Linked DNA regions of Anser cygnoides: region 1 is linked to region 2. The links are chromatin contacts, called in public Hi-C maps. All regions are on one chromosome and are shown on one strand. The core of a region is the stretch at or near the end of the contact, and the rest is flanking DNA. Distances in the headings are between cores, read along the strand shown. Region 1 holds the start of PICK1 (protein interacting with PRKCA 1). Region 2 holds the start of JOSD1 (Josephin domain containing 1).

Region 1 (6,883 bases), core at 1,928-4,427, 200 kb after region 2:
TCAGCCTCAACTTAACTCGCTATTGAGACAGTGAGCAGAAAAAGAATACCATAGAAACTGAATGTTCAATCCAGCTGTGCATAGCATATCCTTTATCTTGCCCAACTGGTCTGCTCTCACATCCTATATAATTAAATCAATAGAGCTCCAGTGCTTCATTTGGAAGACTACTCCAATAAATCACTTTATATTTGGAACTAAATTTTGCTTATGCTACCTGCAATATTACTTCATCTGAAGTCAAGATATCAGGCTGAAAGTGAGAGAAATAGAATTTAATACTCAAATTATCCCTTTGCTAACTTATAATGTTTTAGATCTTAAGTTAAACCTTTTTGTCACCCCTTGAATTAATTTCTGTCTGTGGTGGTCATACCCTGCAAATTACTAGAGACAATTATGCCCTCTTTAGAACCAGATGACTCAACTACATTTGTTTAGAGGCAAACTTGCAGGGGTGCCAAGTGCCTGCAGCTCCTAAGAAAGTCAGCTGAAGCCACAGCATTCAACATCTCTGGAAAATATTCCATATTCTCACTGCACTTCTGTTTTCCCAGAAATCCATCCCAGTCCTCAGCGTTTCCCTGAACTCCTGTCAATTCATTGGTACCTTAAATTAATCCCCATTAAAAGAAATTAAAGCAAAAATAATACATCGATCTTTTAGGGAACTGAGAAAGGTAAGTCATACAAAGGAGACAGCTGCATAGGCTTAGTCCAAAACTTATACTTTGTTTTAGTAATAAAGCCTCCCCTTTCTCCTATAAAATATATGGCTGTACAAAACTCAGTGTAGATAGGTATTTTGTCACTGTTCTACAAGCTGAGGAACTGCAACCAGTGTTTTACAACACACATTTCTGCGTATACGTTTGGAAAAATCACAGTAGGTCAGCAAAATTTACATGTATTAAAAATAAATAGATTAAATGACTATGTAATTGAGTTTCATCATCCATGCTAAATACAGTGCAGAAAAGCAAGCCAGCTGCAGCAACAGTGAAGCCCCAATTTAATTATCAAGACTATTTCAAGAAGGCAGGGAAGGATTTTTTTTTAAACCTCTAATTATCTTTGACAGTTTCCATTTGAAAACGGCTGAGTTAACAGTAAGAATGGAAACAGAATTTTACTCCAGTTTTAGCTAGGACCAATCTTTCACTCCTCTATGCCACTTTAAACACTCTAGGGAGAAAGATGCCAGTGAGTCTTACCAATATCCAAAGACTTCCCCTGCTTTGGGTCGGCCTGAAGTTTGTTGTAGTGAATTGTCACTTCTCCCTGCAGGCAGAACAAAATCAAAACTGCTGTGCTGGAAGCAAGCAGCAGTAGCTTTCCTTCAGCAGTGACCAATAAACCGTCAACTGTGACCCAGACGCTCCAGTGGCCCCCTCCTACCTCTCACCTTTACCATCTGTATCATCTTGGCCACCTCCACCTTGGTCTTCCCCTTGACGGACTTGCCGTTCACTCCTGTGATTTCATCGCCCGCTGCTACGGTTCCATCTAAGGCTGCTGGAGTGTTATCGAATACCTAGTGGAGAGGAAAAAGAACACAGGTGGTCTGGAATCAGGAGGTTTAGAAAGGAAAATGCAGGGCTGAAGGACAAAAAACTGACAATTATATTCCTCCTATTTGACTCATTTGTATTTAGTACTGCTCATGGTGAAGCCTCGCTTTTTCTCTTCTAATTCTGAGGTGGGATGGTCGCCTTGTTCTCTCAGGAACTTCTTGTCTTCAGGATGTGCTTCTTCATGCGTAGGATTTGTTGATGCTACGTGTCAACGCTATTCCCTTGTAATTCTAGCATGCTCTCCAAGGAGGAGGATAATTTCAGAAGTCTTAATTTAATTCTTCAACACCTATTAGGTACTAGGGTAAGGAAATCGTATTTACTGCAAAGTGAGAAGATTTCTCTCGCTTTGAGAAAAACACTTAGCACATGGCTCTCCATGGTTTCCATCTCTCAGGCCAACACTCTTTCAGGAAGACAGTTTATTATGTCTTCCTAAGCACCTACCTGGACGATATAGAGACAGGGGCAGTACTGTGCTCCACCCCCAATGCTGATCCCAATCAGGTTCTGGGAGTCCTTCTTCAGGGTCACCGTCCCAGGTACAGTGGGGATCCCGCTAGAACGAGAAAGAAGGAAGAGAAAACCAATCATGGCAGGCAGAGCTGTATCTGTAAAAATGACTGCGGTACCTGAATCAATATGAACTGAAAATATAATGGGAGTTGTAGATTTGAATTAATGACGTTATCTCTGCCATAGAGTCTATCAGCCCAGGCCAGCAGAAAGACGCTCCGGGCTATTGTTTTTGAGACTGTGTGCAAGGAGCAGTTGTAGGAGAAACAACTTCATCCGTTGCTAGTAAGGGGCAAACACATGCCATATAAATGAGATGCAAGACCAATGCTCCATGCCAAGCTCACAGCTAATCTCACAAAACTTTTCACTTGTTCAGAGAAGCCCACCGTCCTCCTTACAGATCCAGCAGTTCCCGAGTTTTATCTCCACTTCTTCCTGGCTCTCGACACCCTTCCCCCATTACAAACCCCTTCTCCTCTGTCCAAGGCCGCTAATAAGGAGGCTGAGGCTGTTTCTGCTGCCAGCCAGAAGCAGGGCAGGCGAAGCACGACACTCACAGCTTGTCCTCCTCGATATCATAGTCCAGATCCGCAAACATCGCGACGCCCAGACGGAGCCTGTTCACCCGAAACCACTTGTGGGGAGCTCCCTGTGAGGAGAGGACAGCGCAGACCCCGTCAGCCCGCGACACCTGCGGGTCACTCCAATTCCCCGAGACCCCCAGCAGCCCCCTCCCCTCATTTTTCCCCCCAAAATTCGCTCCCCGTCCACATACAGAAGGCAAAACCCTCACCAGGTGCCCCCATCCTCCCACAGGTGCCTCCATCCCCTCCCCCCCCCTCGCCCCATTTGGGCCCAGGCCCAAGGGGTCGCTCCCCCCCCAGCCCCTCCCACGCAGAAAGCGTTGCCATGGCAACCGCGGAGGCCCAGCGCGGGAAGCGGGGGGGGGGGGGGGGGGGTCCCGCCGCTCACCGGAAGTGGCCGTCCTGCGCGCGGCCCCCGCTGCCGCCCGCCGCTGCCCGCCGGCCGACACGTCACCGCCGGGCCGGCCCGGAAGCGCCCGGCTCCCCCCCTCCCCCTCCCCTCCGCCCCGTTGCTATGGGGACGGAGAGGCGAGGGCGCGCCGCCATCTTGAGAGTGGCGAGGTGATGGCGGCTGCCTGCCCGCCGCCGGTTCGGGGCGCTGATAAAATAAATAAAAAAATAAAATAAAATAAAATAAAATAAAATAAAATAAAATAAAATAAAATAAAATAAAATAAAATAAAATAAAATAAAATAAAATAAAATAACAACAAAACACCAACAAAACACCAACAAAACAAAACACCAGCAAAAAGCACAAAACAAAACAAAAAATAAAACAAGACAAAAAAAACTAAACTAAACTAAACTAAAAATAAAATAGAAAAATAAATAAACTTTGAACTCTAAACTCCTTCATGACCAGGAAAAAGGACTAGCTGATGACAATGACCTCTTGCTGTCTGAGAGGGTATTTAGTGTTCGCAGTGTGCAGCACCATAAACCTAGGGGCTATGTACGTTGAAACACCAACTGGAGCCTCCCAGAGTGCTGGAGTACAAGAGCAAAAGCGTGTTGTTAATAATCAGTTTGAAGTCCTGGATCTAAGAGGTGATTAGTTTATGAAGGGGAGCTCAGTGAGAACGGTCCTTCGGGTGGGAGCTGTCTGCAAAGAGCAGGCTGGCATCCTGAGCCCAGGGAGCTGTCTGAAGGTTGCAGCCTGACGTCCCGAGCCCCGACACTGACAGTTTTACACCGGTGAAGGGCTCGCAGCGATGAGCCAGGCCCTGGCCTCTGCACCTGAGGAGCTCACCGGGGCTCAGCGGTGCAAGGGCACCTTACTGTGGCTGAGGATGACACGGGGAAGACAGGACTGGGCTCTTCTCAGGGCTTTTGCACAGCAAAAGACAAGGGGCAACAGTCACAAGTCACAGCATAGAAATTCTGGTTAGATAAAAGTAGAAAAATAATCACAGTGAGGGTGGGCACAGCAGCCCAGAGGGACGGTGGAATATCCACCCCTAGGGAAGGTGAAAATTTAACTAGGCAGATTCTGAGATGCTGAGAGAGAAATCCTGCAACTTACTTTAAAATGCATTTGTATTTATTATATATATATACATAATATATATTTTAAATCTGTCTTTCAGTCGTTTTCAGAATGTATAACTTTGCTGTTGACAGCTGGTGGCTGACACGCTTATGACAGAGTTACCTTGCAGCCTCTGCTGAAGTGCAGCCTCTGGCCAGCCAGGTACTGCAGAACACAGGGGAAAAACCCTGCTTAACCCTTCCCGGAGCTGGCAGCTCACACGGCCGACAGGTTATTAAGCAAATGTCACCCAGCGGATCAACACCAGAGGCATAAGCCAGGCCTGCTGTCAGTGCCACGCCGTGATGGCAGGACCGCTGTATGCCATGGGTTGGGGACCTGGGAGTCTCACCCTGTTCCTTTGCTGGCTCCTGCTTTGCGAACACGGGTTTTGCTGTCCCAGGGAGGTGACACCAGGCCACCCAGCTGGGCTTCATCCCTAAGGCAGGAGCTCCGCCGTGTGGGCACTGCAGAGAACGGCTGCAGGAAGGGGGCCTGGGCGCAGGCATGCAAAGTCTGCAGTGCTATTTCTCCTGTTTTACTACAAGGGTGGCAAAAAAATAAAATAATTTAAAAAAAAAAGCTTACCCCCCACCTAGGATAATACCTGAATAATGCAAATCATTTGTCTGTGCCCAAGGGGATTTCTCCGAGCCTTGCTTGTGGCTGGGCAAAAAGCTGGTTAAATGGATACTGAATTTCTGCTGGGGCTGCTGCTGGGCCTGCAAGGGGAAGAACAGGCAGTGAATTTCTCCTTTTCTGTCACCTCCTGAAAAGAAAAAGGAAAAAGAAAAAAAGAAAAAAAAAGAAAAGAAAGAAAGAAAAAGAAAAAAAAGAGAAGAAAAAAAGAAAAAAGGGGAAAAAAAAGACCTGCTGACAGATACAAGGCCAAAATCCGTAGGTTTGACGAGCACTGCTTTTGTGCTGCTCCACTGATGTGTGTGTATTGTATATGTCCTTCGGTATGTCCCTGAAGTGCCAGCCTTTTTATGCGCGTGCTGACTGACCCTGCCTTTTGTGTGCACTCTCTCCAATGTGTCCAGGGTCGACTGGAAGCACTGTGTATGGGATGGAGAAGGAAACTACATGCGCCTCAAAGCCATGGCTGTTTCAATATTAGAAACCCAGCAGATTGCCTCGTCCTGAGGGGAAAAGTAATGAAAATGATAATCTAAAACAAGCAAAAAAGGCCGCGTGATCTGTAAAAAAGTCCCAGGAAGCTGTTCATTCTCAAGAATGGCTCTGATTAATTGTAGCATCAAAAATTTGAAATGCATTTTTATCTCGAAAAGATAGGCCCTTAATGTCTACCAATGTGGTTTGGATCAAGAGGGCTCAGTTTGCAAGTACAGACATTTTCCCTCCTCTAAACAGACAACCCGGCAAAGTCAGCCCAGGCTCTGAGAATCAAACTCTCTTCTGCTCATCTCTCATCACGTGTAATGAGGAGTCTGCAAGCAGATCACACGTTGCATGACTAGTTGGCTTCTTGGCACTCAGACTTATTTCTCTGCACTGGGGCTGTGCTGTGTCTCGTGGGTCTGGCTGCTCTTCTGCTACTGTTCTCAGCTTAGAGTCAACATGACTAACGCTGAGCTAACGTCCTCCCCATTCGCTGTCCCTCAAGCGTGTTTTCTGTTTTGGGGAAACATTCAGGGGATAAGTATGGGGATTATATTAACTGGGGCTACCAACTCAGAGAGGAAGGGGTGAGAAGCATTGAGAACATGGCTAGTTGTGACCTAACCGCTCATTTCCCAGCCTGTACATCTTATCACTGCCATGTTCAAACTCTCAGGACCTCCTGGGATGAAATGCATCTTCAGTCCACTGGCAAGCTGGAAATATCCCTCCCCACAGGTTCAACAAGCTCTGAGTTCTTGCCCTATACCATTTCAAAAGAGCACAATATTGCTGTCCTTTGGAGTATAGGCTGGCTTAATTCCGGTGTCAAAATTCCACATTTTGGAGATGAAAACAATATTTTTGTGCCTTGATTCATTTTATTTTAATAAAATCTTTTCCTTCCTTCCTTCCTTCCTTCCTTCCTTCCTTCCTTCCTTCCTTCCTTCCCTGGTGGATGTTTGATTGTCTAGAGTTTCCTGAATTTAGGATTATCAGAAGCTTATCCAGAGGGCAGCAGCCTGATGATATGGACATTAATGCATGGTGGATGCATTGCGTTTCCACATACTCCAAGCACATTTCGTTCCCCCTTAAATTTGTCCCCACAAAGTTCCTCTCCTAGTCAAGGAGATAGGTCTCAGGTGCGTCTCTTGTTACCCACCACTAATATGCTGCTTGGTGCTAATCCCCCAGAAGGTCCAGCTGTTAGTTAGATCAAAGCATTAGCCATGGAAATGCAATACTTGCAACCTGAAAAAACAGCAGTGTAAAGTGTAACGGGGTTTCTGAGACCCTGCAGGTGGAAAGGTGGGCTCTGGCTTAGCCGATCCTTTTTAATTTAGAAGGCAACTATCAGTCTTTCCAAACCAGGGGCATGATAACTTGCTACGGCACAGCCTAGGAGGACTGCCCATCTCACGGGGTGCTACCAGAGCTTGTGTTGCTTGGGTTGAACCCTTGGGGTGTGGATGCCTGCAGTGGAATAGCAATGGGGCGTGTGGGGACCACAACTCATGAGCAGTGGCAGGGTGGAGGGTGGGAAACAGGCA
Region 2 (7,327 bases), core at 266-2,765:
ATATATATATATATACACTTACGAATTGCTTCCACGATGCCTGCAGGTTTTTAGGAAAGGAAGACTGGCTGACAATACAAATGGAGGTAGTGGGAGAAAGACTTTCTTCTCTCTTTGTCAGAGCTGTGCTCGGATTCCTGGCTGTCAAGGATCAGTGACAGTCCTCAGCGTCCTCCTGTGTGCTCTTCCGCATCAGCCACATCGAAGACAAAGCACAGGTGGGTACTGGCATCCTGTACTGAAATCTTGTCCAGCTCATTAAGACACGCGCAGGCGGCTCAACAGGTTGTGACTTTTGCGCTTCACTTCCTTGTAAGACATCTTCGTAACGTTTAATACGGCACCGCGCTGGGTCATGCCCTCAAAGAGAAAGGTACCTAGATCCACACGCTACAATTCATTCGCTTCTGAGGGCAAGGAAACCCAGGGCTTTGGAATGGAAGCGGATAGAGGAGGGGCGGCGGAAAAACACAAGGGAACTCCAGCTAGTTTTGGAGGGCGTAAGCACAGGAGGACCCAACCGAGCTGTCACCGGGCTTCAGAGCCGGGCACGGCTGTGGGACGCGCCGGCCCCTCAGCGGGAAGGGCTGGCAGCTCGAGGGGCACCACGGCAGCCTGCGCGAGGCGGGTGTTATGACCACCACCCTCGCTGCAAGATGGAAGCGGGAGCAGGACCGGCTGCCGGGCCCCCCGCGGGGCCGGGCCGAGCCCCCCCCGCTCTCCTCACCCCGCGACCAGCCCCGAGCCCGGCCCTGAAAGGGGGGGGGGCGAGGCGGGGCAGCCGCCCCCCGCCGGGGCCTACCTTACTGGTGAGGTCGACGTCGGGCTCGCCGTTGAGCCCTTCGCCGTCCTCGGCGTCGAAGGAGGAGGCGCGGCGGGGCAGCGCGGCGGCCGCCAGGCGGGGCCCCCCGCCCGGGGAGCCGGGCTCCGGGGCGAACATGCAGGCCGGCACCGGGGAGCCCCCCAGCGGGGAGCGGCTCCGCTCCGCCGCCGCCATCTTGCCTGCCCCTGCCCTCCGCCTTCCGCCGGCCCCGCCCCCCCGGGGGAGCCGGCCAATGGGAGGCGGGGGAAAGGGGGGCGATTAGCATGTAACCGTGGAGACGGGGGCGGGGCTGCGAGGGCGGGGCGGAGGGGCAGGCCCCCGCGGAGCGCGGGGCCAATGGGAGAGGCGCTGGCGGCTCGGGGTGTTTGCGGTGTGTACACAGGCGGCGGGGCGCGCGCGACGTGTCGGGGGCTTCGCGCCCAATGGGAGGGCCGGGCGTCTTGACGAGCAGCACTCGGAGCCAATCGAGCGGGAAAGCTCGGACGAAGGGGTGGGACTAAGCGGCCACCACAGATGGGCAGCGCCCACCTTGGTGGGCGGGCGCTCTCCTGGAGTAACCAATAAGAAAGAGGAACTTTTTCACAGACAGTCGCGCCGACCAATGGAATAGCGAAGGCGCGCGCCGGGGGTCTGTGGGGGCTGTACAAGCGCCTGAGGCGCGGCGCGCATGCGCAGTGGGGAGGGGAGGTTGGGGCCGAGCGGCAGCTTCGTCCCCCCTATCCCGCTGCCGGCCCTAACGGCCCTAACGGCCCCTTCCTGAGGGGCGATGCAGGGCCGCGGCTGAGCCGCCCCTGACGGCCCCCCCGCCCCCCCCTCGGCGCCCTCAGGAGCCTCCGCCCGCCGTGCCGCCGTGCTCCCCCTTCGGGGCCTGCTGCGGGCGGCCTGGCAGCGGCGCGGCGGGCGATGGAAGAGAAGGAGCGGTGTGCCCAGCTGCCGCCGCCGCCCCGGGGCTGAGGGGTTCGCCTGCGAGGGGTTACACAGCGACGGGGCTGCTGGGCCTCGGGGGGCGGGAGGGGACGCGCCGCGTCTTAACGGGGTATGGGCGGAGGGGGGCGGTTCTGTGGGGTATAAAGGCGGGGGTCGCGGGGTAAGGTGAAGCGGAAGGGGCCAGCCGCCGGAATAAGGGGGCAGCGGGCTGCTGCCGGCGCTCCGGGGGAAGAGACTCGAGGCCCCTTCGTTCCTCGCCGCCCGCCCGGCGAGAAGATGAGTTGCGTGCCATGGAAAGGTGACAAGGCCAAGTCGGAATCAGCGGAGCCGCCCCAGCCGCCGCCGCCGCATATTTACCACGAGAAGCAGCGCAGGGAGCTGTGTGCCCTCCATGCCCTCAACAATGTCTTCCAGGACAGCAACGCCTTCACTAGGGAAACCCTGCAGGAGATTTTTCAGAGGTAGGATGCTCCCTGCGCTGCCCTTAGCTTCCCCTTCTCCTCCACTGCTTGGAGGGATCCTCAGGTCTTGTTTTGGGTGAGAAACAGAGCAAAGGTGTTCAGAGTATGCCACTGCTTTGAACCGAATATAGCTTTTTAAACACCCCTCCTTCCTATTTCCCCCCTTCTCTCCATCTAGAAATCCTCTATCTTTTTTTTTTCTTTCTTCTCAAACTATTCCGGCTGCCAAATTTGGGTCTGAGAGCTTTATTGCAGGTGCTGTCATGTGCTTTACTGCACGCTCTTCTCCCACACCTACCTTAATGCATCTTCTACCAGTCTTCCGTATCTTTGTCCCTGCCTTGTGTCAGTGCGTTACCTTCATGTTAATAACAGATTTGGGGGTGGGCTTGAGAGAGCGAAAGTGGCAGGAGTGACAAAGGGGTCACCATAAAAACTTCCCAATTTCACACTGCGAAACTTCTGAGTTATTGGAAATCAGAAGTTTTGCCAACTGAGGGACTTACTCAAGCAGTTAAATGAAGTTCGTCAGGTGCTGTGGATTTTCTTCCGTGCCGTGAGATCCTGTGCGCTCTGTCAAACTGGATTTAATTTCCGAAGCTAGATCCATGTTTTCTGCAGCATTGCTAAGCGTTTCCTGGCAGCTTCAGATAATTAATAAAAACATTTTTGAGTTTTACTGGGATAAATGTGGATGATGAACGTGCCCTGTACAATAGCACATATTTTGCTCCATGTTTTATTTACATTGTTCCAACACTTAGTGGAAATCGTCCTGAGCATGCCTTTGAAAACCCTGATGACTTTTCACTGCTGAAAAGCTAAGGAATCAAAGAGGAAATGGAGTCTCCCCTGATGCTCAATCTGCAGCTCTTATAATTGTTATAACAGCACAGGTTATGCTTGGATACCCGTTACCAGCAACCGACAGCACATTGCGCTAGCGACATGGAGGAAATCATGCTCCGTGACAGCAGTTGTGCGGGTCCTGTTGGACAAAGCAGTCGCAGGGAGCTGCTCGCATGGTGCTGCCGTCCCAAAAACGAGCACACTTGTGGAACCGGGGCTTGACTCATCGAGTACATGCCTTCCTTTCTTTGGTGAAAGAGTTGTGGTGATGGGCAGCCGCAGATACCAGATGGAAATGCTGTTTGTGACGGTGTAGTAAATAATATTCCTATTCACAGAGGAGCTGACCCACAGCGGTGTAAAGGCGCTCTTTGTCCAGCAGGAAGACTCTGTGGTTTTGTTCCAGAGCAGCGATTGTCAGGATCTTAATCACAGATGGATTCCTGTTGGCCTGAAGCACACCAAGGCAGCCCATGTGATAGAGGTGGTGATCAAATTAGTTGGTTTTCATTGGGCTTAGTGAAAGAGAATTAGTGCATTGCCTGAAACTTCTCAGAAAAGGGTTGAGATGCTCCTCTGGTGAGACCACTTGCCCTAGAAGGGAGAATTTGTCTCTCATTCCAGCCTGGTTTTGTTCCATGTTAGCAATCAGATCAAGATACACAGTTGACTCAACCCCACAGAACTATGGAATAGCCGTGGAAATCCCTGTCAGAAACGGATGAGCTATAAAATAGGCACAAGAATTGCCACCACCTTTGCATCTGCGTTGGGTTACTACTTGTGTCTTCAACTCGCCTTTAAGTAGCATGGTCTTAGCTGCCTTTATACAGTGCTTCTCCATCTCTCTTGCCTGTGTCTCGTCATAGTCTGTGCGTTAACGAATACGACAAAGGACCAATGAGTATTTTTAATACACTACAGAAATGTTGCTGGATACAATTTCTGTTTTCTTTTTTAAGCCCGGTGTTGACAAGGTAGTGAAATCACAAATAAGCTTAAGCTTTCTGTAGCGCTGACCACATCCCTTGAAGAATAATTGAACTGCATTGCTTAATCATTGATTTCCCTTTTGTTGCACTCCACTGCTCGAGGCCAGTGTCCTCTGATTATTATCATTATCTCAAGTGTATGTCAGAGCTTGCTACAAGCTCCCCTCTGACTCTGTAGCCCTCCCTCTCTTCTCTAGTACAAGAACTCTCTTTTTGATGTTTCTCTGGCTTTTGTTCCAGGAAGTGAGATTGTTCGTTCCAAACATTGCATGGAGATGCAAACAAAATCGCTTTGCTTCACCTGAGTCTGTTTGTTGAGATCTGGTTAGGAAAGACAACTTCGTGTTGGAGTTTGAGCCTGTTCCGTTAAGACAACATGGTGACGAAGGTTTGTGACTTAGAAAGCTTGGAAGGGTTGGTACTTGGAATTCTGTGTCAGTCTTCCTCAGATTAGTCTCCAGATAAATAGTTTTATTATTATTGAAGTGGGAGAAGGCAACTTTGTTCTTTCAGCTTCAGAATCCTTCAGCTGATGACTGTGGACATTATTTAGGTGCAAGTGAGTAGAAGTGTGTTGGGATAATTCTTGATGAAAGTTTGCTCGTGGGTAACGCTTCTTAGTGTGTTACCTCTACTATTTTTTTTTTTCATCTCACTTCTGGAGCTCTGAAAGTTGCAGGAAAGGACAAAGATAAATGCGTTCTTTCAGCCCTCAAGTAAGCTTGTCTCTGGGAAACTGTGCCACAAGGGGGTGCTTGTGCTAGCCAAGCCCTGTTAATTGGGAGGCTTTCCTGGCTTGCCAGCGCTCATGAGAGCTAATAGGTTGAAGCAGTGTTCCTGAGGAATTAGTTGTAGCTGAGTGATCTTGCTTTGTGGTGATGCTGGCGGGGCTGTGATGAGCTGCAGCAGCATCTCTGTGATTATAAAATTATAAAGCACAGCAGAGAGTTGGAGACTGGCAACTCTGATTTTCTGCAAACGCCACGGCCTCGCTCAGAAGTGCCCAGCGGCAGGTACTGACAGATTTTGGGGTTCCCACACTGTTCCAGGCTCTTCTCCCCACTGTAGATAACACAGCGGCCTTCCCAGGCTGTTCTGCTGCAGTCGGCTGCGCCACAAGAAGACGCAGCTGATGCAGAAGGTTATCTGTCCGTAGCTTTCCTAGCCTTGGCTGGTCTGAAACGCCCTGCCCTGTACCTGAATGCAGAGGGGCTGAGGTGTTCTTGCGGGAGGAGCGGTGCCTGCGGGACTTGCACCGTGCTGAAGGCCGAGCAAAGGGTGTGCAGGAGCATCAGGAGCACCGGGGGACGGAGCTGACGTGAAGGAGAGGTGGGAGAAACGTAGGTAGCTGGGTGATGTGAAACATCTGAGCCTTGTGCCAGCACTAACGGAGTCCTCACCACTCGAAAGAGCAACCCATCACAACAGAGCCGGGCTCGGGCTTGACTTTCTTCTTCGGCATTGTCTGACTTCGCTATTAGGGGCTCCCAGTTTCCCCCTGTGCTTCTTCCTCCAGCAGCTGAAACCCGTTTGTCCTCCTCAGAGTAACTCACTACCTCATCCTTTTCCCTCCTTACAATGTCTCTTGGGGGGAAAAAACCATAAAATCGTGAAAGTGACTCTGGCATATTTTTTTTTTTGGTACATGTCTTCATCTTTTATGACTTGCATCCGTTATCTGTGTTTGTAGACAGCAAATGCTGTCTTATCTTTTTGCATAATAACATGATGGACTGTGATTCTGGATTTTTAGATACTGCAGTAATGCAAGTGATGTCTTGGCGAGCTTATTAAAGCTTAAATATTTGTTTGCAGCAAGATGAGCTGTTTAGTTACCTACAGCAACAGATATTTATGTGTATTTTAATCTTTTAGCAGAGGCAGTGCTTCAGAAACCTCCCAAACCCAAATGTTTTCACGGCTTTGTGTGCGAATACCCTTCATTTACCAGTGGGGGACAGGAGAACGACCTTTTCTGCAGCCAGCCTGCCCTGGCTCTTGCCATCTCATCCAGTCTTCAAGACTGATGGTGACCGTTAAACTCTTGAAGTCGTGATAGCTGTTGTTCTAAATGGCAAACTGGCGTTTGTTCCAGCCCTCAGCTGAGGGAACGGTAATTAAAGCATCGTTCAGAAGTACCAGTTCAAGGAGGGGAAAAAGCTTCACGCTTTGCAGTCTGTCATGTCAAAGCTAGGATCCTTGGAGGTTTGGTATAACAAAGCTGTTGCTGACACATTATTTAGCCCCCTCAGTCCCCTGGCTGGAGGGATAAGGGGGAAATGGACTAGTTCATGGTTAAACAGCAAACAAACCCCCTGAAAACAGGCGTAGCGTTGTATGGCAATATTGGAGTACGGGTTCGACAAGCACCTGCTAGAGCAGCCTCTTGTTCTGTTTGCAGGCTGTCTCCCAACACCATGGTGACGCCCCACAAGAAGAGCATGCTGGGGAATGGGAACTATGATGTGAACGTAATCATGGCAGCGCTTCAGACCAAAGGCTATGAGGCAGTTTGGTGGGACAAGCGCAGGTATTAAGAAACTGTGTGATTCCAGAGATGGCTGCTGTCTGTAACAAAAAAAAAAAAACACAAAAAAAACCCCCACAAAACAGATGACATTAGAGTACCAGAATGTAATCTTGTTGCCGTTTGTTCTCTGCGCTCTTTTAGGGATGTTAATGTCATTGCCCTGTCCAACGTGATGGGCTTCATCATGAATCTGCCCTCCAGCCTTTGCTGGGGTCCCTTGAAGCTCCCCCTCAAGCGACAGCACTGGATCTGCGTCCGGGAGGTGGGAGGCACCTACTACAACCTCGACTCCAAACTCAAGGTGCCTGAGTGGATTGGAGGTGAAAGCGAGCTCAGGTGAGTTTGTTCGGTTGTGTGGGTGTGAGTTTGTGGGTTGCTGTCCTGTTCTCCCTTCCCTGCTGGAGGGGGGAATTTGTCCTTAAACACTTGGGGTGGAAACATTTGTGGCTGAATTCCAATAGCAAAGATGTGACAGTAGTAAGAGTCTTGGGCCTCCACTTATGTGGTGGTTTCACACCGATGGGCAGCTGAGCTCCACGGTGCTGCTCTCTCGTATGCACCCCTCCTTAAAAGAGGAGACTGAGATAAGGGCAAGGGAGATCACTCATCAATTGCCGTCATGGGCAAAACAGACTCAATATGGGAAGATTCTTGTAATTTATTGCCAATGTACTAACAGGTTAGAGCAGTGAGAACTAAAAGCAAACTCAAAACACCTTCCCCCCATGCAGAGTCTTCTGTCTCT

The links. Hi-C and Micro-C count contacts between places; a contact is called where the count stands out from the background.
Region 1: a contact with region 2 is called in a Hi-C map of liver, with 2.1 times the contacts expected there. The contact joins the promoter of PICK1 here to the promoter of JOSD1 in region 2. A contact is called at or near these places in 3 of 7 Hi-C or Micro-C datasets (granulosa cells and liver).

Annotation. Positions count from the first base shown.
Region 1 is chr1:55,780,851-55,787,733 of Taihu_goose_T2T_genome, forward strand. It overlaps PICK1 (protein interacting with PRKCA 1), which reads right to left and starts at 3,178. Exons shown (of 13, transcript XM_066996400.1): 1 at 3,066-3,178; 2 at 2,651-2,742; 3 at 2,022-2,133; 4 at 1,406-1,534; 5 at 1,215-1,281. The coding sequence starts at 2,691.
Region 2 is chr1:55,583,356-55,590,682 of Taihu_goose_T2T_genome, forward strand. JOSD1 (Josephin domain containing 1) reads left to right here and starts at 1,516. Exons shown (of 4, transcript XM_066996284.1): 1 at 1,516-2,211; 2 at 6,454-6,582; 3 at 6,724-6,918. The coding sequence starts at 2,027. It overlaps GTPBP1 (GTP binding protein 1), which reads right to left and starts at 1,037. Exons shown (of 12, transcript XM_048069834.2): 1 at 803-1,037. The coding sequence starts at 997.